Linked DNA regions of Mus musculus: regions 2, 3 and 4 are each linked to region 1. A link is a contact called in public Hi-C and promoter capture Hi-C data. All regions are on one chromosome and are shown on one strand. Each heading gives the region's core, a stretch centred on a gene start, on an enhancer-like site or on the middle of the called end of the contact. The rest is flanking DNA. Distances are from core to core; before and after follow the strand shown. Region 1 holds the start of Stt3a (STT3, subunit of the oligosaccharyltransferase complex, homolog A (S. cerevisiae)). Region 2 holds the start of Thyn1 (thymocyte nuclear protein 1). Region 3 holds the start of Vps26b (VPS26 retromer complex component B). Region 4 holds the start of 1700023A20Rik (RIKEN cDNA 1700023A20 gene).

Evidence for each region. Promoter capture Hi-C pulls out the DNA fragments that hold promoters and counts their contacts. Hi-C and Micro-C count contacts between places; a contact is called where the count stands out from the background.
Region 2: a Hi-C map of B cells shows a contact between it and region 1, with 5 read pairs. The contact joins the promoter of Thyn1 here to the promoter of Stt3a in region 1. A contact is called at or near these places in 1 of 39 promoter capture datasets (cranial neural crest) and 1 of 484 Hi-C or Micro-C datasets (B cells).
Region 3: a contact with region 1 is called in a Hi-C map of B cells, with 7 read pairs. The contact joins the promoter of Vps26b here to the promoter of Stt3a in region 1. A contact is called at or near these places in 1 of 39 promoter capture datasets (pre-B cells) and 5 of 484 Hi-C or Micro-C datasets (B cells, CD4 T cells, CD8 T cells and 1 more).
Region 4: a contact with region 1 is called in a promoter capture Hi-C map of pre-B cells, with 4 times the contacts expected there. The contact joins the promoter of 1700023A20Rik here to the promoter of Stt3a in region 1. A contact is called at or near these places in 2 of 39 promoter capture datasets (liver and pre-B cells) and 3 of 484 Hi-C or Micro-C datasets (CD4 T cells, CD8 T cells and muscle stem cells).

What each region holds. Positions count from the first base shown.
Region 1 is chr9:36,766,228-36,769,198 of GRCm38.p6, reverse strand. It overlaps Stt3a (STT3, subunit of the oligosaccharyltransferase complex, homolog A (S. cerevisiae)), which reads left to right and starts at 1,577. Exons shown (of 18, transcript NM_008408.5): 1 at 1,577-1,649. Gm26787 (predicted gene, 26787) reads right to left here and starts at 1,312. Exons shown (of 4, transcript NR_166654.1): 1 at 1,159-1,312.
Region 2 is chr9:26,998,293-27,001,263 of GRCm38.p6, reverse strand. It overlaps Thyn1 (thymocyte nuclear protein 1), which reads right to left and starts at 1,587. Exons shown (of 8, transcript NM_144543.2): 1 at 1,499-1,587; 2 at 1,208-1,313. The coding sequence starts at 1,250. It overlaps Acad8 (acyl-Coenzyme A dehydrogenase family, member 8), which reads left to right and starts at 1,715. Exons shown (of 11, transcript NM_025862.2): 1 at 1,715-1,870. The coding sequence starts at 1,768.
Region 3 is chr9:27,028,640-27,031,610 of GRCm38.p6, reverse strand. It overlaps Vps26b (VPS26 retromer complex component B), which reads left to right and starts at 1,517. Exons shown (of 6, transcript NM_178027.4): 1 at 1,517-2,212. The coding sequence starts at 1,990. It overlaps Ncapd3 (non-SMC condensin II complex, subunit D3), which reads right to left and starts at 1,446. Exons shown (of 36, transcript NM_178113.4): 1 at 1,112-1,446; 2 at 781-988. The coding sequence starts at 841.
Region 4 is chr9:31,384,508-31,387,478 of GRCm38.p6, reverse strand. It overlaps 1700023A20Rik (RIKEN cDNA 1700023A20 gene), which reads left to right and starts at 1,431. Exons shown (of 1, transcript NR_165167.1): 1 at 1,431-2,476. It overlaps Nfrkb (nuclear factor related to kappa B binding protein), which reads right to left and starts at 1,287. Exons shown (of 26, transcript NM_172766.3): 1 at 1,209-1,287.

The sequences.
Region 1 (2,971 bases), core at 328-2,827:
GTGTGGACAACTTTGTGGGGTCAGTTCTCTTCTACAACCTTTAGGTGGATCCTGGGTAATCAAATGCAAGATTGTAGATTGTAAGGGGGCAACTGTCTTTACCCACCAAGCCCTAGCATTGTCCCTAGTCCTGACCTTAGCATTTTTTTTTTTTTTTTTAAAATAAAACGTCTGAGGTGACCTCCCACCATATAATGCCGTGGTAAAAGTCTTCGTCAGTTTCGGGCACTGTAATCTTTTGTTTCCCAGACTCTAGAACTGTGAGAAATAATTTATCTATGTAAGAAATTAAGCTAGGTTTTGAAGCCACAGGAGTTTGAATGTATGTAAAGTCCTCATGCTTATCTCCTTCAGATTAAGATGCCTGGAATTAGCTCCTCCTGCCTCAGACTCTGGGAGCACTGGCATCACAAGTGTGTGCTTTGCCGTTATTCTTGCTAAAATAAAACTACATGGAACATTTACTATAAAAACAAAAGAGAAGAGGTATTGAGTTAGGTCCTGGTGTAAAAACTGGTCATGAGCATTTTGAGGAAATGCATTATTGTAATAAGTACTGATTTCAATAGTTGGTGCTTCCCTTCATGGGAGAGGAAAAGAGAAGCCAGCGTCACTGGCACCAAATATGAATGGTATCTGGATGGTCTAATCTTACCGTAGCCTTTGGTTTGAGGCTTGTAAGGCATGGAAGTGTTCGAATTAGTACATCTGTTTATATGTATATATCGGAAAAGACTGGAGTTTGGCAGCTGAAACCCCTTCCTGTGCCCGTTCTCAGTACCATCCTCGGAGGGCCCGGGAGGAAAGGTCACCCTCGCAGGGGCCCGGCGATGCTAAGCTGCTCCTGATTGCCCAGGGCTAGCCGCTCCGAGCCTTGAGATAATTTCTGCAGGCTATTGCCGGCTCAGCCCGACTCGGGCGGTGACACCCTAAAAAGGCCTCCCGGGCCCTTCCATAAAGTCAGACCTGAGTGAAACGTTTCGGTGAAATTTGTCAAAGGTCCCTTTATCGAGGTTACTGCAAACACAGAAACAATTCTTGGGCTTATTAGTTGACACATCTTACACAAGGTGGGTTCGTGTGAACCATGGAGGCTGAGAGTTTTCACAACATATCTTCTCTCCTTTAACCGTTTAATAGGTAACGGGCCATTTCTACCTTAAAAAACAAACGGATCTGCAGCCCAACTTTTCCGGACGTGGTACGACTGCCGCTTTCTTTACGTATTTCCGCTTCTGCTCATGTGACCAGGGTACAGCGTCCACTCCTTCCTATCGCCGCTCCTTCCTGGTCCGCAGACCGACACGTCACTGCTCGGCTCTCAACCAAACTGTTCAGAGCACGCTCTTTCCGCGCGTTTCGCTTTCCCGCGCCGGCCTATCACAGTTCGGTGGGACTTCATAGTCACGCCTCTCAACAGGGTGAATGACAGTCACATTGTCCATTCAAAAGGAGGAATCCAGACTCGATCCACGCCCTCGAAATGACAGACAGAACCGTTATCCTGTCGGTCCCCTGAAATATACATCGACGGAGGCTAGCCAATGCGGAGCGGGCAGGGAGGCGGGCCTTGGCTGCTGTCAGGGTTGAGTGCGCCGCTGAACGGATGGCAGGGGGAGCAGAGTGGGTTCCTGAGGAGCATCCGTGAGGTGAGAAACTCTGGGGTAGCGCTAGAGGATTAGCGGCAGGTGCCGCGCGGGCTGTTGGCCGGCCCGAACGAGGTGCTGGACACAAGCCTGTAGAGGTGGGGAGCAGAGCCTGCCTGCGGCCTGGGCGGAGGAGGGGGCGTGGAGTGTGAGATGGGGACGTCCAGGCATTGGGGCACCAGACGATCTGAGGAAGGGTCTTGGCAGAGCAATGCACTCTGGCCATGAGGGCGTGGGGCACAGGATCCTGGGACTAGCTTGGAAGGGCCACGCGGAGTGTGCTGAGATAGTGGGTTCGAAGTCAGTGAGGGTGCACAAGATGACGTGGAAACGTATGTGGGAAAACCACCGAGGCTGCAGCCCTAGAATTTAGAGCTCGGGTGGGTCAAGGCTTGCAGACACAGCTGAGAAGCAGAGAGATGATGAGCAGATAAGAAAAGCGTCCTTTCCCTTTCTGTACCCTATCGGTGTGTGGAGATTGCCAAGAACGGTATGAAAACTCGCAGTGTTTAGCTTTAAAGTCCAGGTTTTAGCACTCTCGCTGCCTTTGCTTACTCTTCAGGTGTGTGGATCATATTAGCTCAGTGGTGTTTAGTTTCCATGTCACTTATCTCCTGAGAACAACTACAAACCCAAGAGATGGGACTGAGTTGTTCACTTCCCAGAATTAGTGCGTGATAAGCCTTCCCTTTGGAATTATAATTAATCACACCAGCCCAAACTGCTCTTTTGGTATAGTTAATTAAAGGAAAGATGTTAGACTTCGCAGTGTGAGTCTTCGTGTTTTCCATTTTGTCCAGTGTTTTCCTTTTGCAACCCCCTGGTCCCTGGAAAGAAGGGAACAAGATAATGCAGTTTCCCCTTTCCCAGCATAGTTTTGAACAGTGCTACGTTTTCTCAGTTGCCACACTCTTTGTTTCTTAGTCCTTAACATACCAATTGTCTATAATTGATCACCATTCTGAACTGTCTGCAGATTGCTTCCCTTACCACCATTCCAAAATTTATTCTGGTCTAGAAGAAACAAAATTATTATTATTATTATTGTAATTTTGCTCTAGATTTTCATCTGGTGCTCCAAGTTCTCTCTGGGTCATGAAATGAGTTACAGGGAAATAGACCTGAGCAGTAGTTACAGTTTGAACTTTGAAAATGAATATGTAGTGGGTGGCCTGAGTATATTTCTCTCTTGAGTGCATGGATTGAACTTGCATTAGTGACCACCTGCTCTTTAGTTGGCCAGAGAGCATGCACACTGGGATTTGGAACAGAAAAAAGCTTGTAGCCAATCAATTGAGGCTTAGATTTATAGCTGGAAATTATGT
Region 2 (2,971 bases), core at 338-2,837, 9.8 Mb after region 1:
CAGGAAAGGGGCTTAACATAAAATTGAGCAAGCATTAAGAGGCCAGACATTGTGTCAGTAGGTAAAGGCACTTCCAAGCCAAAAGACCTGACTTTATCCCCTCAGGCACATATGATAAAAGAATCCCCTCCACGGCACCAGCATCAGGGCCAGGGCACACACATGTAAAACCTGATAAAACACAAGATAAGGACCACAGAGAAGCCCTAGAGCATTAGGCTTGTAAGCATAGCTGCAATAAGTTTCTTAACAGCTATGTCTAGCATTTTGGTAGCCTCTGAAGTCACATTGTTCAGGAAATTTAAGGGTAAGTCTAAATGGTTTTGGTGATGTAAGAAACCTATAACCAAAGCACTTGGGAGTGGGGACAGAAAGATCAGGAATTCAGGTCATCCTCAGATGCTTAGCAATTCCAAATTGACAGGCTGATAAGATAAAGACCTAGGAAAAGAAAACTGTGTGTGTGAAAGGTGGGGTCTCCTGTGGTCCAGGCTGGCCTCAAACTCTACACGTAGTCAAGGAAGATCTTGAATCCTGATCTCCCTCTGATTTCTAGCTTTCAGCTTTTTTACATTTCACATGAAATCATGCATGCCTTTCTGTGCCTGGCTTATTGCATTCAATGATAAAAGCAAAGGGTTGGCGAGGTGGCTTAGTTGGAAAAGGCATTTTTTTTTTTTTTTCAAAGCCTAAGGACCTGAGTTCAATCCCTGAGATTCGCACAGTGGAATCGGGGGATTGATTCCTTCAAGTTATCCTCTGATCAGTGTGTGTGTGTGTTCCCACATACTGTACAAAAGTAAATAAATGTAATTTTTAAAGAAGTCTCTTTTCACCTATGCTGTCAAGGTTACACACACACACACACACACACACACACACACACTTTGGAGAGAGGGCCCTGCTTATGTAGTACTCATGTAGTACCAGGCTGGTCTTAAACCCAAGGCAATTCTACAGCCTCAGTCTCCCACATGCGTGGGCCACCACAGTTCCGTATATGTATGCAGTGCTTCATTGCACTATTCTTTGATTGGACAAATAAGTGGAAGGGACTGAAAGTGGAAGTTCTGGCAGAAAGAGTAAAGAAGACGATAAGCAACAACCCCCAAAGTCTCCAAACCAGGGAGTGGAAAAAGGAAATAAAGCACGCCCTACAAGACCACGTTCTTTACCTGCTGCCTTTTGCAGCGTCGGTTCAACTCACCTGGACCAGCAGTCCCAGTCTGCCTCTTGCGGGGTCTCGGCATGGCCTCTCTGTAGGAGGCTGAAGCTAACCGGACGGGTAAGAAACAGCTCTTGTCTTCTAAAACCTGCATGGTGCAAGATGGAGGCAAGAAAGCATACAGGGCCTGGGACTTATGAAGAAAAGTCATGATTAAACCATTCTAATCCCTCTCTCGTTATCTGCGCCCTTTCCTTCTCTCCTAATCTACCTCTAAACTCTCCTGAGTCCCTCCCTAATTCGGCTTTACCCACCACCATTCATTCAACGCACCACCCAAACGCCTTGAAGCACTGCCAGGCTAATCTTCTGGGAGCCTTGAGGCGACTGGCGTGCCCGGACAGGCTTAGTAGAAGACGCGTCTCAGAGGCGCCGCCCCCACGATCTCTGGGAACTGTAGTTTCAGAACGCCAGTAGTCCTATTGGAGCCCGCGCTTCAAGGGCTTAATGGACTACAACTCCCAGAGTATCAGGGGGGCGGGGCGGGAACGGCTAGTTCTGGCCTGGGCTAAGAGGCCTGGGGTCTGAGATTCGAAGTTTACATGGCGATGTTGCGGTCCGGATACAGGCGCTTTGGCTGTCTGCGCGCGGCACTCAAGTCCCTGGCTCAGACCCACCACCGGAGCATCACCTTCTGCATCGATCGTAAGGCTCATCTAGGCGAGGGGAGAGTGGGTCTTCGGTGGGCATCTGTGCCCGCCCGAGTTCCCAGCGCTTTGGTGGCTCTCGGGCTTCGCCTGACACCGATCCCTCTCGGGTCCCTTGACGGACTCACTTCATCCTCTGACTCTGCCCGTCTGGGACCCACTTCTCTCTCCCCGACCAGTCCTGTTTCACGAACTGGCTTCCTCCCATAACTCAGGATCTACTCTCGGGACCAGCTCTTAATGGTCCCTGTGACCAGCGCTCAGTCCAGTCCAGTTGCCTGTCCCCCGACCCCGCCAATGCTTTTCAAAGACGAAGGAACGTGTGACTTTGGCAATAGATTTCCAAGGTAGAAAGAGCTAAGTATATGAGCGCTGGTAGAGATAGTTGAAAAGCTCCAGGTTATACCGTATGTTTTGCTCACAAGTATAGATTTCGTAAAAACACTCATACTGTAGAAACTGCTGCAGGAAAAAGAAAGATAACCGCAATTGAGAAACCCTATCTGAGATTACAAACTGATTGTTTAAAAACCTGGCAGAAAACTTGCATGTAACTGGGAGTGTTTGCCACCCATGCAAACCAAGCCAAATATTTAGATTTGTCAATCACTTTAAATACCAAACTAAAAACCAGAACCACCTTTTCTTCTGAAACAGTTTTTAAAATAATTCTAAATTTTATTTTAAATAAGAATCTATTATTTATGGCCTTATGGCTTTGAAAATTGAGAACAGAGTTATAAAGTACATGGAGGCATAGACTGGTTTTTTGTTTGTTTGTTTTTGTTTTGTTTTTTGTAGAAAACCAGTTTTAAGAGTTACTGCCCTACTTAGGCACCTAAAATTGGGTAAACAAAGTAGCGTGGTTTGGTACTAAAGTTAGGAAAGAGTCTGTCCCAGTAACAGATTTACGTTATTGATTGTTGTTTTGACCTGGGCAACTAAGATGTGTGAGACAGGCTTTATTTGTGCAACTGTGACACTTCTGGAGCTAGCTTTGTAGACCAGGCTGGCCTTAAACTCAGGAGAGATCACTGGTGCCTATCTCCCAAGCCTTGGCTGTACCACCAGAGTTCAGCTTGCTCTCTTTCACTGTTTT
Region 3 (2,971 bases), core at 268-2,767, 9.7 Mb after region 1:
CTGGCTTGCTCAGCCTGCTCTCTTATAGAACCAAGACTACCAGCCCAGAGATGACACCACCCATAAGGGGACCTCCCCACTTTATCACTAATTGAGAAAATGCCTTACAATTGGATCTCATGGAGGCATTTTCCCAACTGAGACTCCTTTCTCTGTGATAACTCCAGCCTGTGTCAAGCTGACACACAAAACCAGCCGGTACAAGAACCATCTAGCTGAATTTATGATCACAAATTCTAAGAAAAAAAAAATCAACCTGAACATTGAGATTGTCTGTTTAAAACCACCTGGGGAATAGACTTAGGACTCCAGCAAGACTAGGTAGAACAAAGGTGACAGATGGAGATAACTGAGGCACTAGCACTATTAAAGGCCAATTATTAGCTTTTCATGTTGCTGCTGCTATTGTTATTATCACTGAGACACTCCTATTATTATTGTTTTATTATTATTATTATTGAGACTGGTTTAAATTCATTTGTGTGGCCCAGGATGGTCTTGAACTCATGGCAATCCTCCAGCCTCGACCTCCCGCATGCTAGAACAGTTTAGCTCTCTTTTCTACCAATTACTCGTCTGGACTCAGATCCCACCGTAAGTTTGGCTGGCCTTCACCCGGGCAGATTGTCACAATCCTGGGGCTCACGGTCAGTGCAGAGACCAGGGCTTCCCCTTCCCCCACCCCTACCCCTACCCTCACCGAGACGCAAGCTTGGATACATTAGGCGGAACAAAACACCCCAAGCCCCGAACCCAGAACCCGCGGCTGCGTTTCCTCACCGAGGCTGAGACCCAGCGGACACCAAGGCTGCAAGTTTTCTCCAAGATCCTGCAGCGCCATTCCGACCGTGGACGTACCGGCTCGCCGTCGCTCCCGCGCGCGCTCTGAGACGTTTTGGCGGACCAGTCACAACGTTCGGGATTTACAATCGACCAATCACCGCGCTGAGCCGTGTTCGTAACCCAAGCCAATGGGCTGGGTCGCCCACTGCGTGCGCATAAGTGGGCGGGGCAAAGACTGGAAGTTAAACAAGGCTAGCGAGGACTTTTTCTTTTTCCCTTAGCATTCCAGTTAATGTTGGGGTCAGGACGTCACTAGTGTTTTTCTTACCGTCATATCGTTCTTACACGGCAGGGAACCTAGAGGCCAGCGGGGACAGCATACTTCCTGTAGTAGCGGTCACATTTGCCCCTTCCGGTGACACTGAGCGTGCATGGGAAAGGCACCTCATCCCGTCAGACAGCACGCAAGCGTTGCTCGTATTCAAATGTGAAGAGTAGCCTGGCGTTTATCAGGCTAAGAAGGAAGAGAAATGCAACCGGAATATTACAAGGAGGCACTTGCAGTGCTAGGACTTGACGGAACATCTGGGCCCGAGTTCTACTGGAGAGAGGCCAGAGCCGCCATGTAAACAAAGCGCCCTTTGGCACTGCACATGCGCAGATGAGCGCACCCCTTGACGGCCTGGAGGGGGTAGGGAAAGCGAGGGGGGGGGGGGGGAGAGAAGACGTGCGCGTGCGCGTGGCATCATCTTCGCATCCGGGCCGGAGTTCTCCTGCCCCTTCCCCCGCCCGGCGCCGCCGTAGCACTTCGGTGCGTTACGCCGCGGGAGTCCAGGCAGTTCTGTGTGTGCGGCTGGGCGCTGGACCCCACCCGGTGGGCGACGAGACGCGCGTGCTTGGCGCCTTTCCTCCCAGGGCCCTAGTCGCTGCACCGCCAGGATCTGCGTTGGTACTGTGTCTGGCCTCTCGGTGCATCGCTGCTCTGGGCGCCGCAACCCGCAGCCGACCTCCTTCCTCCGCCCTGCCTCACCCCAGGGGCGCAGGCCATCGGCGATCGCCCACCGCCCAGCTCAGAGCGAGCGGGGCTGCGGTGCAGCGTCCAGCGCGTTCCCGCAGCCGGCCCTCCGGCCTGCCTTCCCCGAAGGCAGCTCGCGCCTGGGAGGGAGGGAGCAGTCTGTGCCGACACCGGCGCGGCCAGGCGGGGAGATGAGCTTCTTCGGCTTCGGGCAGAGCGTGGAGGTGGAAATCTTGCTGAATGATGCGGAGAGTAGGAAGCGAGCGGAGCACAAGACTGAGGACGGGAAGAAGGAGAAATATTTCCTCTTCTACGACGGGGAAACCGTCTCGGGGAAAGTGAGCCTATCACTGAAGAACCCCAACAAGCGACTAGAGCACCAGGGCATCAAGATCGAGTTCATTGGGCAGATCGGTGAGTCTATTCCCTGGGACCTTCCCAAAACCGGGACGTCAGCCTGCCCCTGGACTCGAGTGTGGGACGGGCTGGGAGCAGAGATTTTCAGTGCCCAGCTCCTGCGAGGCCTGCGACAGGTTCTTTTCAACTGTAATCTAAAGCCTGAGATTCACCCACGAGTCCCGCCCGTGGGCGACTCCCCCATGCATTCATTACCTTCTTCCGTGCCAAAAGTGACAGCGTGCTGCTGGGGAGGTGGGGACAGCCTAGATAGGGTAGGGAGCCCTCTGCTGTATGGTCGGATGCTCACCTGGTGCTTGGATATCCCCATTGTCTCTGCAGTATGCTTCCAGCTTTGCTTCTAGTAACCGGGATTTCATAGTGTGGTAGACAGTATCCTGCAGGTGGGTTTGACAGCTACAGCTGTCAGATCCAATCCAAAGTTAAGCAGTGACCCCACCCACCTATCCATCATCCCTCCTCCCCCTTTAAAATACAGTGCAGTGGACCGGGCTCATAAATTCCGTCTATCTATCTCACCTCCATTCTGTATTACATTGCATGTGCATGTTTTGAATACCTGTAACCTGCCTCTTTCTGACTGCCTCTATTTCTCAAACTTCCTTAGTACCATGCTGGTATTTAGTTGTCTGATTTTCTCCTTAAAGTCAAAGAAGTGATGCTGCAAAGACTATAATTAAATGATCAAAAATTTGCAGTGCTCAATAGTCACCTTCAAATATTGTTAGTTCTAATAGAACTAGATAGACAAGGGAA
Region 4 (2,971 bases), core at 182-2,681, 5.4 Mb after region 1:
TCAGTCTGAAAAGGTCACTCAACCCCCACTCCAAAAGGGTCATGACCCAGCTGCTCTACATGTACTGGACTCTTATCACTATTACTGACAAACAGACCAACAAGCCCACAAAAGTGGGAAGAGCAACCAGATTCTACCCTGGGGCCGTCACTATCTGTGACATCTTACCTCACCAGGTGTCAGGCTCCTTACCTGTAGTTAAGGAGGAGTTGGACCAGGCCCTTCCTACCTTTCTTTTCTCTTAGGATCTTAAAGGGAATCTCCAGCTAAGTGAGCTTACATTAACAGTGAAGATCCTTCCCACTTCCCAAGTTCTCAAATGATAATGGGTAAGTCTGTAATATACCTAGAATGGAAGCTCTTTTCTGCAAAATGATTTCACGTTCTGACAGTATTTCAGATCAAGGAAAGATACGGCGAGTGTTACATGGACACAGCTGTGTGGTCCCCAGGTAACTGTGCGCGCTCATCGTCAGCACACAGAGAATTGAGGACATCCTGCACGCATGTAGCGCCTAAATAACTGAGTGAAAGTGAGAAAGGAGCAAGACACCTGCACGTAACAAAACTTAAAAAAAAGAAAGAAAAAAAGAAAGGAAGGAAGGCCGGCAGGCAGACCGACAGACAGAGGCAACCTGATGCTTAGAATAAACTCCTCTTAGCGTAAGTGGCATAGACAGCGTGCAAAGCCAGTTACCTCATCTGACAGGTGCACAATGTACACAACTCACTCAGAAGCTGCTTCCAATACCGGCGGTTGATTAAGCTACACATAATTATCTAGCGACAACCGCTGCCTTGCCACTTATTCTGCACAAGAACTCAAAATACAAAAACAGGGGCGCTGCTAGCGAGCCGGAACCCCGGAAGCTGCCGATTTCTAAGTGTTGGGGGTGTCCCGGGCTGCTTCGCTAGACCAGGAAGGCCTCTTCTCTGCACCTGGGCTAGCCCACCCTCTAGACCCTCGCGAGCAACCAGCAAGCAAGGACCTCGGACCGCAGCCCCACGTCGCCAGCCCCACCTGCGCGCAGCGCGCCGCGGCCCGCCCCTCCCCCACACGTCCTCCCCCTAACCCTCGCCCACCCGGCAGCCGCACGCCACGCGTGGGGCCCGCCGCGTGCCCACGGCAACGCCCCGCTTCTCCCTTTCTCCCCGCTTCTCCCCTTCCCCCGGCACCCACCAAACCCGACGCCTGGGCCCGCCCTCACCTCAGCAGAGTCCGCGGGTCTCACCCGGGGTTCGTCGGGCCGTGGGCTCCGAAACGCGCTCGCTCCCGCAAGGCGTCTGGGTACGCGCACGTTCCGGGCTCCGGCAGCGGAAGGGGCGGGACCTGTGGGGCGAAACCTAACGGCGGGGCGGAGCGTATTGGGCAGGACGGGCAGGGGCGGAGCCTGTGGCAGCACCTGAACCGCCCCGACGCGTCTGGTGCCACAAGCTACGTCGGTGCGGAGAAGGCACGATCCATTCTGTGCGGGGTTCTCCTGGCTCAGGAGCTTTGGAGGATAGAGCGATGTCGCCTTTTGTCAGCTGCGAAGCAAGAGCACAGTCTGACAGGCACCGTGCTAACCACCACTTCTTGTGTGACAAAATTTTTCCAGGGGATACTCAACACGACAAATCAAAATACCGAGACCACCCAAGTCCAACTTGGTGAACTACTATTGGGATTACTTGCAGGCATATGGGTGAGGGTTTACTTAACAAGAGCAGAAATGACTTAGCTGAAAAACCAAGGCTCACCCCAGCATGAGTGACAACTCACAAAAGCTGGGAACCTGAAACACTGCACAGCCTACAAGCAGCTCAACAGGTTGCAATGAGTCCTTTCCAGGTGCCTCAGTTGGTCTACACCTTTCCAGGCAGCTCAGCTGGTTTCTGCTGCCTCCAGGTAGCTGGTCTGGCCTCAGAGTCGACTTTGTAGCTTTTTCCCCAACTCAGAATCCTCAGTTTAGCGTCCTTCCATCTGAGAAGGTCTCTCAGCTTTTATCGTTTATTCTGGCAGAGAGGAGCCTAAAGAATCTGATCCGTTTCGGGGACTTCCTGAAGCTATTTTGAGTTGCTTAAAGAGCTTTTCTTGAGTTGTTTAAAGAGCTTCCCTGCAGAAGAAAACTGTTAGACACCACCACTCTGTCGGGAAGGCTTTGCTGAGGCCACCAGACAGTGGAGGACCTCTTGCAGTCTTGAAGGTTGGGAAATATAACACAGACTCTAACCCATGTCTCCAAGTCCGCACAACTTGCAGAAAGTGAAAACATCGACAACTTACTCTTATGATTCATCATTACGCCTTCTTTCTCTAAGACCGTCTTATTTAGAATGTCTTCTCAAGTATTCTACAGTTCACCCTCTGGTCCTGCGTGGGTTAGCCACTGTTCCTTCGGTTTAATAAACATGTCAGGGGAGCAGGGCATGCCAGGCATGTCCTTCTCTCAGTGGAAAATAGTGCTTTCCAAATAAAGCCAAATCTTTGCACCCATGCGCACGCGCACACACACCCACTGACTCTATAAGCGTCCTTGGATCAGCGGGGCATGGTGGCGCAAGCCTTTAATCCCAGCACTCGGAAGGTAGGCAGAGGCAGAGAGGCAGAGAGGCAGAGAGGCAGAGAGGCAGAGAGGCAGAGAGGCAGAGAGGCAGAGAGGCAGAGAGGCAGAGAGGCAGAGAGGCAGAGAGGCAGAGAGGCAGAGGCAGGTGGATTTCTGAGTTCAAGGCCAGTCTGGTCTACAAAGTGAGTTCCAGGACAGCCTGGGCTATACAGATAAACCCTGTCTCGAAGAAAACAAAAAACAAACAAAAAAGATGTCCTTGGATCCTGTTGGAATTAGAAACCACCAATTAGAAATGGCAGTGCAGCGTCACTCTGGGTGACCAGACAGGAGAGCATTAAAACATTACAAACTGCCATTTTCATTAGCCCTTGTTCTTAGAGCAGTTTTAGGGTCATACAAAATTTAACAAAGCATAGGTTTAC